3 separate regions of the Mus musculus genome follow, and regions 1 and 3 are each linked to region 2. The links are chromatin contacts, called in public Hi-C and HiChIP or PLAC-seq maps. All regions are on one chromosome and are shown on one strand. Each heading gives the region's core, a stretch centred on a gene start, on an enhancer-like site or on the middle of the called end of the contact. The rest is flanking DNA. Distances are from core to core; before and after follow the strand shown.

Evidence for each region. A called contact is a pair of places that touch in the nucleus more often than the background predicts. HiChIP or PLAC-seq counts read pairs in DNA pulled down with a chosen protein or histone mark.
Region 1: a contact with region 2 is called in an H3K27ac HiChIP or PLAC-seq map of embryonic stem cells, with 15 read pairs. The contact joins two enhancer-like sites. A contact is called at or near these places in 6 of 484 Hi-C or Micro-C datasets (the N1E-115 cell line, cerebral cortex, nephron progenitors and 2 more), 5 of 115 datasets of contacts at active chromatin or transcription factors (double positive thymocytes, embryonic stem cells and heart atrium) and 1 of 9 other capture datasets (adipose tissue).
Region 3: a contact with region 2 is called in a Hi-C map of uterus, with 2.6 times the contacts expected there. The contact joins the promoter of Ttf2 here to the enhancer-like site in region 2. A contact is called at or near these places in 2 of 39 promoter capture datasets (maxillary cranial neural crest and neutrophils), 1 of 15 datasets of contacts at CTCF or cohesin (the NIH/3T3 cell line), 16 of 484 Hi-C or Micro-C datasets (CD4 single positive thymocytes, ECoMG myeloid progenitors, the G1E-ER4 cell line and 12 more), 6 of 115 datasets of contacts at active chromatin or transcription factors (bone marrow-derived dendritic cells, bone marrow-derived macrophages, embryonic stem cells and 3 more) and 4 of 9 other capture datasets (adipose tissue, embryonic stem cells, liver and 1 more).

The regions. Positions count from the first base shown.
Region 1 is chr3:101,160,347-101,164,535 of GRCm38.p6, forward strand. No RefSeq gene overlaps it. Among named protein-coding and RNA genes, the nearest start is that of Ptgfrn, 52 kb to the left of the region's middle. Within about 2 kb of position 2,650, at least 109 of the 459 cell types and tissues checked have an H3K27ac peak or open chromatin away from gene starts, as enhancers often do. A contact at or near this core is called in the N1E-115 cell line, adipose tissue, embryonic stem cells and 2 more, where this site is marked.
Region 2 is chr3:101,067,445-101,071,827 of GRCm38.p6, forward strand. All of the region lies in intron 4 of Ptgfrn (prostaglandin F2 receptor negative regulator), which reads right to left. Among named protein-coding and RNA genes, the nearest start is that of Gm52612, 39 kb to the right of the region's middle. Within about 2 kb of position 3,032, at least 120 of the 459 cell types and tissues checked have an H3K27ac peak or open chromatin away from gene starts, as enhancers often do. A contact at or near this core is called in the N1E-115 cell line, the NIH/3T3 cell line, adipose tissue and 6 more, where this site is marked.
Region 3 is chr3:100,967,028-100,971,311 of GRCm38.p6, forward strand. It overlaps Ttf2 (transcription termination factor, RNA polymerase II), which reads right to left and starts at 2,636. Exons shown (of 23, transcript NM_001013026.2): 1 at 2,593-2,636; 2 at 2,406-2,508; 3 at 1-65. The coding sequence starts at 2,620.

The sequences.
Region 1 (4,189 bases), core at 1,400-3,899, 93 kb after region 2:
GCTGGGCTCTCCCCTATTGATCACTGACAACATGTCTTACAGCTGGATCCATGGTGGCATTTCCTTTCGGATGATGACTCTCCTGTCAAGTTGATACAAAACCAGCCAGTATAGTAATCTATCGAGTGTTCACTCATTGATTGACTCCCGGGAACAATGCTTTCAGGAAGAGCAATTCTTAGCCACACTCCTGCGGTGAGACCACTGGAGGTCCTAAGACAGTATATAACACAAACTTGACGGAAGGAGATGACTTATAAATGCTCACAGTGTGACACAAGGACATGTGTCTTCAGGAGAGATTACTGGCCCCAGAGTATATATCTGTACTTAACGGAACAGCCTGATGTAGATGGAGGGGGCCTCCCATAGCCCCCCAAACACAGAGTCGAAGCAACAGAGAGTGGCTACTACAGATCCACTTATCTATGGCACTTTCCTGCCAGTGACATTTATTCCCCGGCCAATTCTCTGCTGCTGTCAACTGAAGGAGTGAGTGAATGTGGTGACTCCTGGAAGGAGCCGGGGAGAGAAGCCAGCCAGGTGCAGGCAGGAAGGGGATATTAGTCTGCAGAGTTTAAAAATAATAACAAAACCAACTAAAAGCCATCTGGTTTATATAATCACCACAGTCATGGCGGTTCTGAACAGTTGGCAACAAACGTAGCCAAAGGCTGGTCTTCGATCTTCTAAAAAAAAATGCCATTTGTTGGAAGAGATCCATAGGACCGAGTTGTGACTTTTTTGCAATTCTAGAATAATCAAGTCTTTGGGCTATAATAGATGCTCAAACACTAAACCGAAACCAAGTGAATATAGGTGTGTGTAGTCCTTTTTTCACTCTATGCTAGAACTCCCCCAGAACCCTACCTTAAAAAAAAAGTCAGGAAGATTCACACAAAGACCCTTCACTAAAACATGCATGAGAACTGAGCTAACACCACGACCCAAGAAGGTAGGCAAAATCAGAGTCCTGTCAGGATGACTCAGAGAACTGCATCCATCACTTACCATGTACTGGGAGGGGCCGCCAGGCCCACTGCCTAGAGATTTTATTCATATATTTTATTCTCCTTTCTTGGAAAACCTACAAAAATCACCTCGTAACTCAGGATATTAGAGAATCCATTAGTTCTGGGGTTAAGATCCTAAGGGAAACTAAATACTAACAAATACTCCTGTTGACTGACACCCTCAGACACTCAAATTGCTTAAACCAGCTCCTAATTGGGAACAGCTGGCAGAAGAGAGCAAAGCCTGTGGCCAGACCTGGAATCTGGTTGCAAATCTGGTCCCTAGAAAGAAACCAGTCTCCATTAAGGGTTAAAATGTGGGAGGTCAAGAGAGCGGTCCTCTGGTCCTCCGGAGCAGCAATGGAGGGTGGCTAAGTGAACCGGAGAACAAAGAGCGTTCACATCCCAGCTGTAGCCCCTTGCTCAGCCTGGGACTGAGACTGAGAAGCGACTGAGTGGACGGGGAGGGGCCTGAGCGGCAGCAGGATCTCACTAGACATTATCTTTCCAGAGCTGGGATCACTAATCCTGATGTGTCCAGCCAAATAACTTTCCCCGGAGTTATTCCCGCTCCGCTAGGAAGCGCAGATCTCCAAACCTATAGGGTGGAGGGAGGCTACCGATTTTAACCTGGCCTGTGTCATCCAGTGTCCCTCCAGATTCACAGTGTCCTGCACTCTGCTAAGCCGCCCAGCCTCTGGGCTGTGTGCCCTGACCCTGCTGTGGTCTGAGCCAGAGCCATAGCTCTGCTCTTGGAAAGCTGTGCGCAAGGCCCGCCCTCTAGGCCTTGGCATTGGGTCTGAAGCCCAGACTGGGAACGGGAGAAGCCAAGGAAAGGTCTCAGGTGTGTAGACCATCCCGCCGCAGAGTCAACTGTCAGCGGTGGTCATTAGTGACTGGTGAGCTGGATGCTGGTGGCAGTCCCACTGGGTAGTTTTCAATGGTGTGACCTTGGCTCTGCACTTTGGTGCCAAATCCTTTGGTTCGTGCCTGTTCACCGAGCCAAATTTCCCAGGCTTCCTGGCGATTCTGTGAACTACTTGAGTGCTCTCCAATAATTTTTCCTTTTTTTTTTTCTACCTAAGAGTCGATTTGTAATGTTGGAAATCAAGAACCCTGCCTGGTACAGCATCTGTCCCTGCAAGACTCAGGAAACCAGGGACATGCGGGCTGGTGTGTGTGTGTGTGTGTGTGCGTGTGTGTGTGTGAGAGAGAGAGAGAGAGAGAGAGAGAGAGAGAGAGAGAGAGAACAGGAGAAGCAGAGTGACAGAACTAGACATCTGGAAAGGAAAGGCAGTATGGAAATTCAGGGAGAGGGAGGGAAGGGAAGGGGAAAGGCTAGAAGGGTTGGCGGGTGAGGGACAGCAGCCAGGAAGGGGTCGTGCACGTTGTTAATGCTTGTAATAAGAGCCTTAGAGGAAACTGCCCCAGTGGCCTCCCTAAGGTATTTTTGCATTGCTATTTCTGTCAGACAACGTGGTTTAAATTGTTTCTCGGCACTGTTTTAGGAACAACAGTTCCTTGATTCAGTCTTGCTTCTGGAGATGAACCCGGGCGTTGGCTTTAACATTATACATTGATCAAGCATGCAGCGTGCCGGGGAGTGTACAGATATATGGGCATGCATATGCATGGCGTGCTATAGTATGATAAATACATGCATGAGAAAAATCAGGTCTGGGGCTAGTTATGTGGGAGGGGAACCTTTATGTAGCACGCTTATTTAATATCTCAAAGGGGAAACATTACTTATTATGCCATATCAGCGTATCATTCGTCTTATGGGTAGACAGAATGAAGAATCTTCGACAATTAATAGAAATTGCAGGAAAAATTATGATTAACTGCCATCTGCTGGCTTCTGTGTATTTTATTTTCATGCAGCTTCTAGCCTGCCCTCGTAATTATCGGTGTCTGTCTTTCCCGTCCTTAACTGGTTCTGTTAACCAGTGCTGCCCTTGTGGGTACGGGGTGGGGCGGAGGGTGTACGTGCAAGAGGATGAAGCTAACTCAAATACACCAATCCGTCTTCTTCTAAGTTCCAATTTGAGAGAGCAGGCTACAGCTTATTTTAGAATTCTGTTTTCGTAGCAGATTGAGCAAGCAGTGTATGCTTAGCGAGTGTATAGTAGGGGGCAGGCAGTGCTTTGAAAGTGACTTCTCTCTCTCATCCTCTCATCTCTGAGGACCATAGGGTTTGCATCTCAAAAGCTCTGTCCGGCTTCTGGCAGGTGAGGCCTTTCAGAGTCTCATTCAGATGACATTGTAGCCAGGGAGAGCCTGTTGCAGCGCCAAACCTGATGGGGAAGGGAAGCAGATTCCAGCAGAGCGTATTTGACCCTTTGCCCCAAAGCCCCTACTAGAAGTGCTCAGCAGGAAATAGATCTTCTCTGTTAGTAAATGAGGGTGACTTTTGTTTACGCGGTGAGTCCAGGCATAGGCCATCCCCCCATCACTCCCCAAGTAGACCAGAGAGTTGGTGATTTATCTGGGTGACTCACACTCCACGTCTGGTTTGAACTAATCAGATTGATGTTCCAGAGTTTCCAAGTCAGTACAAGTCATTGTGGTTGGCCATTACAACTTTAAAAATGTATCTATTTGTGTGGGGGTGGAATTTGTACACAGTATGCCTAGGTGTGGAGGCCAAAAGTAACAATGCTGGCTTGGAGCTGCTACAGGCTCTGAGGCTACAGTGTCTGAATGAGACATGGAATACCTCACCTGTCAGAAGCCAGACAGAGCATTTGAGATGCAAACACTATTGGTCCTTTTGGTGTGGGTGGGAGTAGGGTTAGGATTTCCCCCTGAGCCTGAGGCTCAGCAGTTCAGCAGTAGGCTGGCTGGCCAGTGAGCTTTAGGATCCATTTGTCTCCATCCTGCTCCGGCCCCCACCCCTTTTGTTCTGGGGTTAAGGACACAAAGCCACCATAAGGCTTTTACGTGGGTGCTAGGGATCCAGACTTAGGTCCTGATGCTTGCACACAAGTCAGCTTGTCACCGGAGCCATCACCCACCAGAGTGACCACATTTTTAGTATTTTGGTATATTTACGTATTTGAAATCAGTCTAAGAATGTCAACCACGCCTAACGTCAACTGTGCATACCTTATCATTTAATGTTATGTTTGAGACGTAAAAACATACATAATGTGTTTGTGTTATAAAGTAAAATA
Region 2 (4,383 bases), core at 1,782-4,281:
TGAGAATGACTGGCTACGTTACAGACCACAGTATTTCCTGCCTACTGTTTCCAGGGTGCCTGCTTTTCCTAGTGTGTCGGCGAGGTATGCAGACACCCTTCACTTACTCTGACAAGTCTATAAAGAAGGTATATAGCTTATCCCATTCTGCAGTAACAAGAGTGACAATCAGCATTTTCGGAGGGCTTTCTAGATGCCAGGCAGCAGGCCATAATACTTTCTTGGAATTTGGCTTAACTCTCCCATGTTATAGGATTAGTATTATCTTTGTGTATGTTTCAAATGACAAACAAAAATGAAGCTCAGGAAGCTAAGTTAGAGAATTTCTGCATAGAGTGTGAGCAGAATTGCATGGGAGAGCTTTCTATCTAGGTCATCTGGCTCCCAACCCAGACTACCTGGACAGGCTCATCCCACCCCTGGGGTACCAAGCTTTCTTGGCCTGCTCCCTCCCAGAAGTTCAGAGTGATGCTATCAGAGAAGCTCTGACCCTGCTCCCCAGGCACACATGCTGCATTCCAGGAGGGCATGTTTTAACCCCCTCTCTCCAACTGTAACCTTGTATAGATAATGTGGGAAGGGCAGGGTTAGAAAGACCAGGAGGAGCACTCCACTTTCCAGGCACTTGCCACGGTCAGATACTCCAAGAGTTAGCACACTCATCTGTATAATAAAGACTCTCATATTTAAACAGAGATGGCTACAAATTAAGTCCTGTGATGGGGGTGGGGTGGGAGGGATAGCTCTGCAGAGTCCAAGAGGAACAATTATCATGACAGAAGTCAGCATTAGCCATCTCAGAGCAATACGCAGTTCAGATGGCCTGCCTCAGCTCCCTTCATCCTCATTCACTCCTCTCAGAGAGGGCCAGGAATATCCAGAGCACAGGAGGAAGGGCTGGCTCTAACCCTTGCACCTCTTGGGAATTCGACGTCCATTTTCCTACACACATTTTCCTGATTCCTCCATGCTAGTTTGGTTCCTGAATGCATGAGTACTCCTACGTCCTAGCTGGCTAACAAGTTGGTGAGGGAGACCCTTAAGCACTAATAAGTCACCACCAACACCAAGGAAAGTACCAGGGATGTAACTGGGAGGCGCCGGGCCAGGTTGATGCACTCCCATTAAACCAAGAATGCCGAAACCGACAAAGCAGACTCCACTACTCCACCGGTTTTCTGGAATAATCCTGGACAGATACAGGCAATAGCCATGCTAAAAACCACCATATATCTAACCAGGATGTCTGTCCTACAGACGGCCCAGAACACCGGAGTGTCTACCAAGTGCTTAGCAGGTTAACAGCTCCTTTTAAAGAAGAAAGTAATTACCTTCCTTGCTGGCACACTGCTGAAGAGATGCCAGTTCTCCAGTGGTGAAGAATGCAAATCCACTCTCAGGACTGACCAGCAGAGCTCAGCCCTGCCCCCTCCTGCTCTTGTGCCTCCTCCTGCATCCTGAGCCTTAGGAGCCCTCTCTAATTAACAGAAGTCTGGTACTTCGGGCAGAGAGCTCAACCATAAACTGATTAGTAACCAACTCCTGCCAAGGGCTCGTTTAAGACATTTGATAGCACAGAGAGATGGCTTAAAATGTGCAGATTAACTGGCCATTCCGCTTGGCTCTCTGTTTCAGCCATACACTAAATTGGATCAACACAAAGCAACATTTGTTTCCTGAAGCAATTCAAGTTCTTTCGAGAGAGAAACTCCTTTCCACACTTACAATTCACACCCTCATCTCTTAGAGAGCATGGGTATAAGAAACATACATTTGAACAATCACTGAAGGCCTTTGGTAAAAGAACAGTTGTGGGCACTAGCCATTAAATTATCCACTGCCCCCACCTCCACCCCAAAATGAAAAAAACATGGGATAAATTCAGTGCCAAGAAAAAGTTTGCCTCTCCAAAAGTTTATGTTTTCTTTCTCAGACAACTGGATAAGAACATCTCTTTTTGTCTCGCCTTCAAAACTCTACAAATTTGGTGCTCAAATGCAGCAACAAATTCATGCCAACCACTCAACTAACTCATCCCAAGCAATAACTGCTCTTGGATTCTCTTTGCCTCTTTTGATCTTGATTATTTCTTTATGTCTGTTGCTTTGTTCTTCATTTTGCAAACCAACTAGAGCTTTTCCTTCTTCAAAGAGGAATACAAATCTTAGCAAAAGGCCTTTCTCTCACCTTCTTACAAAAATTCACCAGATCCTCCCACCCTGCTGCAAAGGGTTGTTCATTTCTCAGACCATCGATAGTAGGCCCATGTAAGACAATGGGCTAAGACAGTTCCCACCCCGTCATCAACTGGGACAACAGGAACAGCCCATCTTTAGGACTTGGGACTGGTTGTCTCAGGAGGTAGAGCTGACTTCCAAGGCCAAAGACATTCCCCATACACGAAGACAATGCCTAGGACAGATTCAACTAAAGCCACAATTCTAAGCCATCCCAGACAAGAAACCAGAATTAGCCAATGGGGGAAGAGTCTCCTTCCCAAAGATGATCATAAGCACTTCCCACCTGACCATTTAATACATATAAAGTTCTCCGTCAGGGCCTGGAAAAGGTGTTCAATAAATGGTAATTAGAATTCTCAATGTGTCAAGTGCAAAACCAAGTGCTGCATCACATGGGCACGAGGATCCCACTCTCTAAGAGACAACAGTCCACATCACCTACCTAGGATGACCTCTATACTTAGCAGGTCAGCTGTGTTCCTGGCTTTGTGTGTGTGTGTGTCTGTGAGTGTGTGTGTGTCACATCTTCATTATCTTATACAGGCCCGAGTTGTATTTGATGGCATGCACAAATTACATTTCTAGAGAAAACATGTAGGGTCAGTCAGCTGCCTCAGTTTCTGGGCAGAGAATGCAGTCTGCAGACTGTGACTAAAGGCCTGTGGCTGTACTCAGGCCCGACTCGTCTCCTGACAAGCGTCCAAGCAGCTGCAAACCATGAGTCACAGAGACCGGGGTGAAGGCTTAAGAGGAAGACAGAGAAGAACACAGTTGTTTTTATAATGTTTACACTCCTGGTGAGCTCACAATTATGCAAGGGCCTCTGCATACTCTAAGCCACGGTCATGCCTGCATACAGTTCTGGGTTTGGATGCATGGGTTTTACGCTATCTATATGTTGGGGCAGGCCTAGTCTGTGTAAAGCACACAGAAGCTCTGGGGCTCCATGCATGCACTGGAGATGTGCACTCATGTCTTTCACAATGGCACCGGCACTCTGCAGGAAAACGAGTGGCAGGACCCTTAGGATAATCAGGGAGTCTTTCCCACAGTTTAGCCTCTTTATTTCCCCTCAGTCTCTGGAGAACACGTCACCAACAAATCCCTTCAGTTACAAAGCCCGTTCCCTCCCAGAGCTTGCCCCTGATGTCTGACAGTGCCTGTACTTCCCCCAGGGTATGTGGGATCAATACACCAGGACTTCAAAGAAACCCTCAGAATTGGAGTGCAGGCAGAATTTTCACAAAAAAAAAAAAAAATCCCAGAGCTAGGACTCAGAAGTTGGAGGGGGCGGGGAGGGGAGGAAGCCAGAGTGGGGATTTGACAGCACCACACAATGCACCAGGATCAGAGCTGTGAGACAGATTCAACTCCAGAGATGAAAACTCTTCTCTTGGTGCTGACAACATCTGTTTTATTTTGAAGGTTGCTAAGGAGAGTCCTGGCTGGGCCAACATTGTTCCAGCCCAGGACTTCACAGAGCGCCTCGGAGCGCAGGCTCCTGACTGCAGGAATGAAAGCAGATAAGCCTGCTCCTTTCGCTCTTTAGATATCAAAGCCCCACTTTGCTCACAGGGCTACCACCCCCCCCCCAGTCTCAGTCCCAACTAGCCTTTCCCTACCGCTTACTCTCTAAGGATGCTTTCCCTTGCACCGTACTACCATTCACAAGTTCCCATCCATTTCTTAGGGACAGACAGACAGGGAGTGCACCCTTGAGCCAGCATAGGACCTCTATATAAGACAGAGAAGAATTCCATAGGAGCTGGAGACATGCACATGTAGGAGGAGGGTTAGCATCAGACAGAGGATGAAGTCTTTTACTGCCCTTTAAAGATCAGTGTTGCCTCCTTAATCAAAGACAAATCAAGTGTCTTTGTCAGGGCTCAAAGCCCTGTGAGGGCAGTGAAGAGCTGACCATAGGCTGACCACTGTGGAAATGAAGCAGGTGGGGAGCCAGCCACACCCCACCAGCCCCTCCCACCTAAGCTGAATTGAATGATCAAGGCCATTACCACCCTTGAACAAAAGGAGCTACTACACATTCCTCCCCATGGTCAGATGCATAAGAAAAAAGACCAGGGGCACTACAGGAAAGAGATCAGGTCAAAGCCAGCAATCTCATGTAAGACATGGTAGGATC
Region 3 (4,284 bases), core at 1,386-3,885, 100 kb before region 2:
GTAGAAACAAACCCTGAAGCTCGACCACAAACTCCTCATGCAATAAACAGTGAGAAACAGGAATACTAGAAGAGAAGAATACAATAAAATAACTTTATTAGAAGACAAGAAATAGAGAGAGGTCAACAGTCTGAAGTCAAATCCAAGCTTGAATTTTTATTTTTATTTACATATTTGGAGACAGAGTCTCACTGAGTAGCCCTGGCTGGCCTGGGAGTCACTACCTAGACCAGTGTGGCCTCAGACTTGCAGCAATCCTTCTTCTGCCTCTTGAGTCCTAGGATCACAGGTGTGTGCCACCACACCCAGCCCAGCCACAGATGTTACACCAAGGTGTCCTGGGTTTGTAAGTCCCACAGATGGTTGGTTACCTGTGTGGCTTCCTGAGGAAAGGATCCATAGTCTTTCCCTCTTCTCACTTTCTAAACCAAAGCATGGCCATAATTATTATTATTGTTATTATTTTGGTTGTTTGAGACAGGGTTTCTCTGTGTAGCCCTGGCTGTCCTGGAACTCACTCTGTATTTTTTTCTTCCTGACTGTCCTATGATGCCCACATTGCAACCCTCCCAGGGATGGCTTATAGTCTAAGGCAGGCTATAGGGCAGGCCTGCTGTGACTTCTCCTCAGGTTCTCCCATTACCCTTTATCCATTAATACCCTATTAGGTGCCACGTGCTGTTACTCACGTGTCTCCCTCTTACAATAACTTACTCATGTGCTGCTTGCCTGGCATAAAATCTTAAATGTCCCTCCTTATTACTTATAGAAGAAAAATATGTGAACAGGTTTGAGTGAAGGTCTAAAGCATTCTCCCGTGACTTGTAAAACTGTCTGCAGTCTGCTCCTCAGACACACTGCAAGCCTCGAGTGAAAGTACTGTACTAGTCTGTATTGCAGTGTAGCCATGTAAGTGACACACTGTTTAAGAATCTTCACTCTCTTTTTCAAGATTGATTTATTTCTATTTTATGTTTAGGGATATTTTGCCTGCATGTGTGTCTATACACCAAGTACATGCTGGGCCTTCAGAGGCCAGAAGTGGGCACCCGATCCCCTGGAACTGAAGTTATAGACATTTGACAGCCCCTAAGTGGGTGCTGGAAATTGAAGCTAGGGCCTCTGGAAGAACAGCCAGTGCTCTTAAAGGTTGGCCCATCTCTCCAGTCCACAAGAACATTTCTTTTAATGTTGAAACAAACCTAAGACCAACATTGATGCACAATTCCTATAAACATGAGCACACATGTGTCTTAAAACATTTGAGCAGGGTACCAAATCTCAGTATATTTAGAAACATTATCTATATAATATTTCTAGAAATAAATAGTAAATTCTGGTACAAAGTGGAGACACAAATCATACAAGTTATTCCAGTACTACTATTCATTAGTATATTACTAATATTCATTAGTATATTAGTATAGCTATGATACTGAAAAAAAAATAACCATGCTCTACAAAGTCCAGCTGAATAGAGAGCAGGGAGAAATGTTAAATGACACCACAGTGTAATTTCACTTCGAGAATGTCAACACCCGGTATGTTAAGATTGTCACACTTGCCGGGCGGTGGTGGCGCACGACTTTAATCCCAGCACTTGGGAGGCAGAGGCAGGCGGATTTCTGAGTTCGAGGCCAGCCTGGTCTACAGAGTGAGTTCCAGGACAGCCAGGGCTATACAGAGAAACCCTGTCTGGGAAAAAAAAAAAAAAAAAAAAAGATTGTCACACTTGACTTTCCTCACTTTAGACAAGATGCTTGAGGTTTCTAGGTCTCAGCTTTCACATCTGCAGAACCTGCGATCCACATCAACCTCTGATGTTTCTTTCAGCACTAACTCCCTACAGCAGCGGTTCTCAACCTTCCTAATACCCGTTACAACAGTTATGGTGACCCCAATCATAAAATCATTCCCATTGCTACTTTATAACTGTAATTTTTGCCGTTTTGAATCGCAATGTAAAAATATCTGATTTGCAGGATAACTGAAATGCAACCCCTGTGAAAGCGTCCTTAGATCCTGAAGGTCGTGACCCGCAGGTTGAGAAACACTGCCCTAAAGACTCTGGCTCTCTCTGGGTTGTTAACGTCATGCCACTAGATGAAGGAGAAAAGCTTGTGTCTAATTAACATGTTTTAACCTTAAACGTAAAATTTAAATGGCGACCTAAAATTGGTACAAGACTAGCAAATTAATTCCCATGTCCACTGTTTGTTTACACTTTTTAGAGGGAGCAGAAAGGATGCCGGGGCAAAGGGGAGTGGCTAAGTAAGGCCAGACAGGTGCCTAGAAACTTGAAGCAGACTCTAGAAGGATCGGAGTGTGGGTGAGTCCGCGTCCCAAGGCAGCTGAAGTGACCAGGCTGGGTCACTCCGTGTAACCGGGCCGGGCTGGAGACTCACTCGGTGGCCTGCACGAAGCCGCATGTGTTCGTCCGGCACACGTAGAAGCTCTTTCCCTTATTCGGGCCATCGCGGACGCCGGTCTTTAAGAAGCAGGCGTCCCCTGAGGAAACAAGAAGGTCAGCATCGGCCACTCCAAGCCAGTCCCACAGTCCCCGGGAGGGAAATCCCGAGACTGAGGCCTTACCGTGCTCCGGACACTTAACCAGGTCCATACCGCAGCCAGGAAGCCCTGGCCCGCCGGGTTTCCGTCTTTGACTCCGCCCCGTCCCGCCCACCACAACACTCCACCAATCAAGCGGGAGAGTCTCTCACTTTCAACCAATTACAGTCTCCCTCAGGCTTGGCGCGCTCTGAAATCAAACTTGGAGTGAGGAGGCGTGGCTGAGCTCCAGTGAGGACGCCGGCATGCTCCCTGGCTTGGGGAAAGCAGGACTTGGAGAGAAGTGGACGAGGCTGAGCTTGGGAGACTCCAGAGGAACCACTAGACCCAGAGGGAGCCAGAGCCGCTTGCCTGCTCGGGAAGCAGCCACTGTGGGCGGGAACACTTCAACTTGAGGCGGCCAAAAGGCGGGAGCATCCCTTAAAACTTTGGGAATCTACTGCATAGTCTGTAATAAGCACAAAGACTCCCTTAGGACCCCGGGCAACCTTTAAATGAGTGCAGGGCGTCCACGGGGTCACCAAAGATTGAACATCTGCACAGATCTCAGTTCCAGGTTCCGCGCTCTTTGAGTCTTAGGCTGCCTTCCCCTGGTGAGGTTCTAAGGACCGCCTGGTGTGGACGCCCTGGGTCTGAGAGAAGAACCTGAGGGCAATACAAGACCTTGCGTGCTTACTAATTTTACATTGTGTGTTTTGCATTGTCAAACCTTTTGAACTTATTTTGCATTTGTACTTTTAAAAAACCGAGAGTGACGCATGGTGGCGCACGCCTTTAATCCCAGCACTTGGAAGGCAGAGGCAGGCAGATTTCTGAGTTCAATGCCAGTCTGGTCTACAAAGTGAGTTCCAGGACAGCCAGGGCTACACAGAGAAACCCTGTCTCGAAAAACCAAAAAGAAAAAAAAAAAGAAAGAAAAGGAAAGGAAAGAACTTGTAATGGATTCTTTCAGTGAGCAGAAGGTGAGGAATGACTATCGGAGCTTGGCTGCAATAGCCATGACTTCATATTTCAGCAGTTGAAGATCATGTGTCTTGGAGTGGCACACACAACTGCTATGAGGACAGAAAAGCTGCAATGTCTAAGAAGTCTGGGCTATATGGAGGCTGTAAATGTTTTAGGAGTTCAGAGTCCAGACAGTCCCGAGGTATCATTTATGAATTAAGCAGTTCTTACTAAATAGCTTTTTTGGTGTCCCAAGAGGAGTAGGTGTTTGAGAAATATAAAGTTCATTTAATGCATACATTTAAAGCAACTGTTCTAACCACAAGGGGCTTACTGAGTGGAAGAAGCTGAACTAGCCTCTACCTAATGCTTAAATAAATATAAAATAGTATATAAATGTCAAGATGAATGGAGTCAGCAGCAAACCCCGGAGAGCTTGAGAGAGAGATGAATTTCCAAGTGCACGCAGTGTGGCACGCCCCACCCCAGTTCTCCAGTGAAAGTTTATACAAACAGATTTTCTTTATTCCTAGATTGCAATTCCAAGATCTGTATTATATGCATGTGAAGTGGATACCATCTGAGGAGGTGGAGACCACAAACACTAAGGTTTGGGGAAAGAGGACCACGGTGATTCTTGTAGTGAGAATTTTGGTTTCTTTAAAAAAACACAGAAATATAAAGAATGTTTTGTTTGTTTGTTTGTTTGTTTTAACCCCAGGTGGGGCTGCTTCAGATTGTCCACAGCAGCTGACTGTAATTTGCCTCATG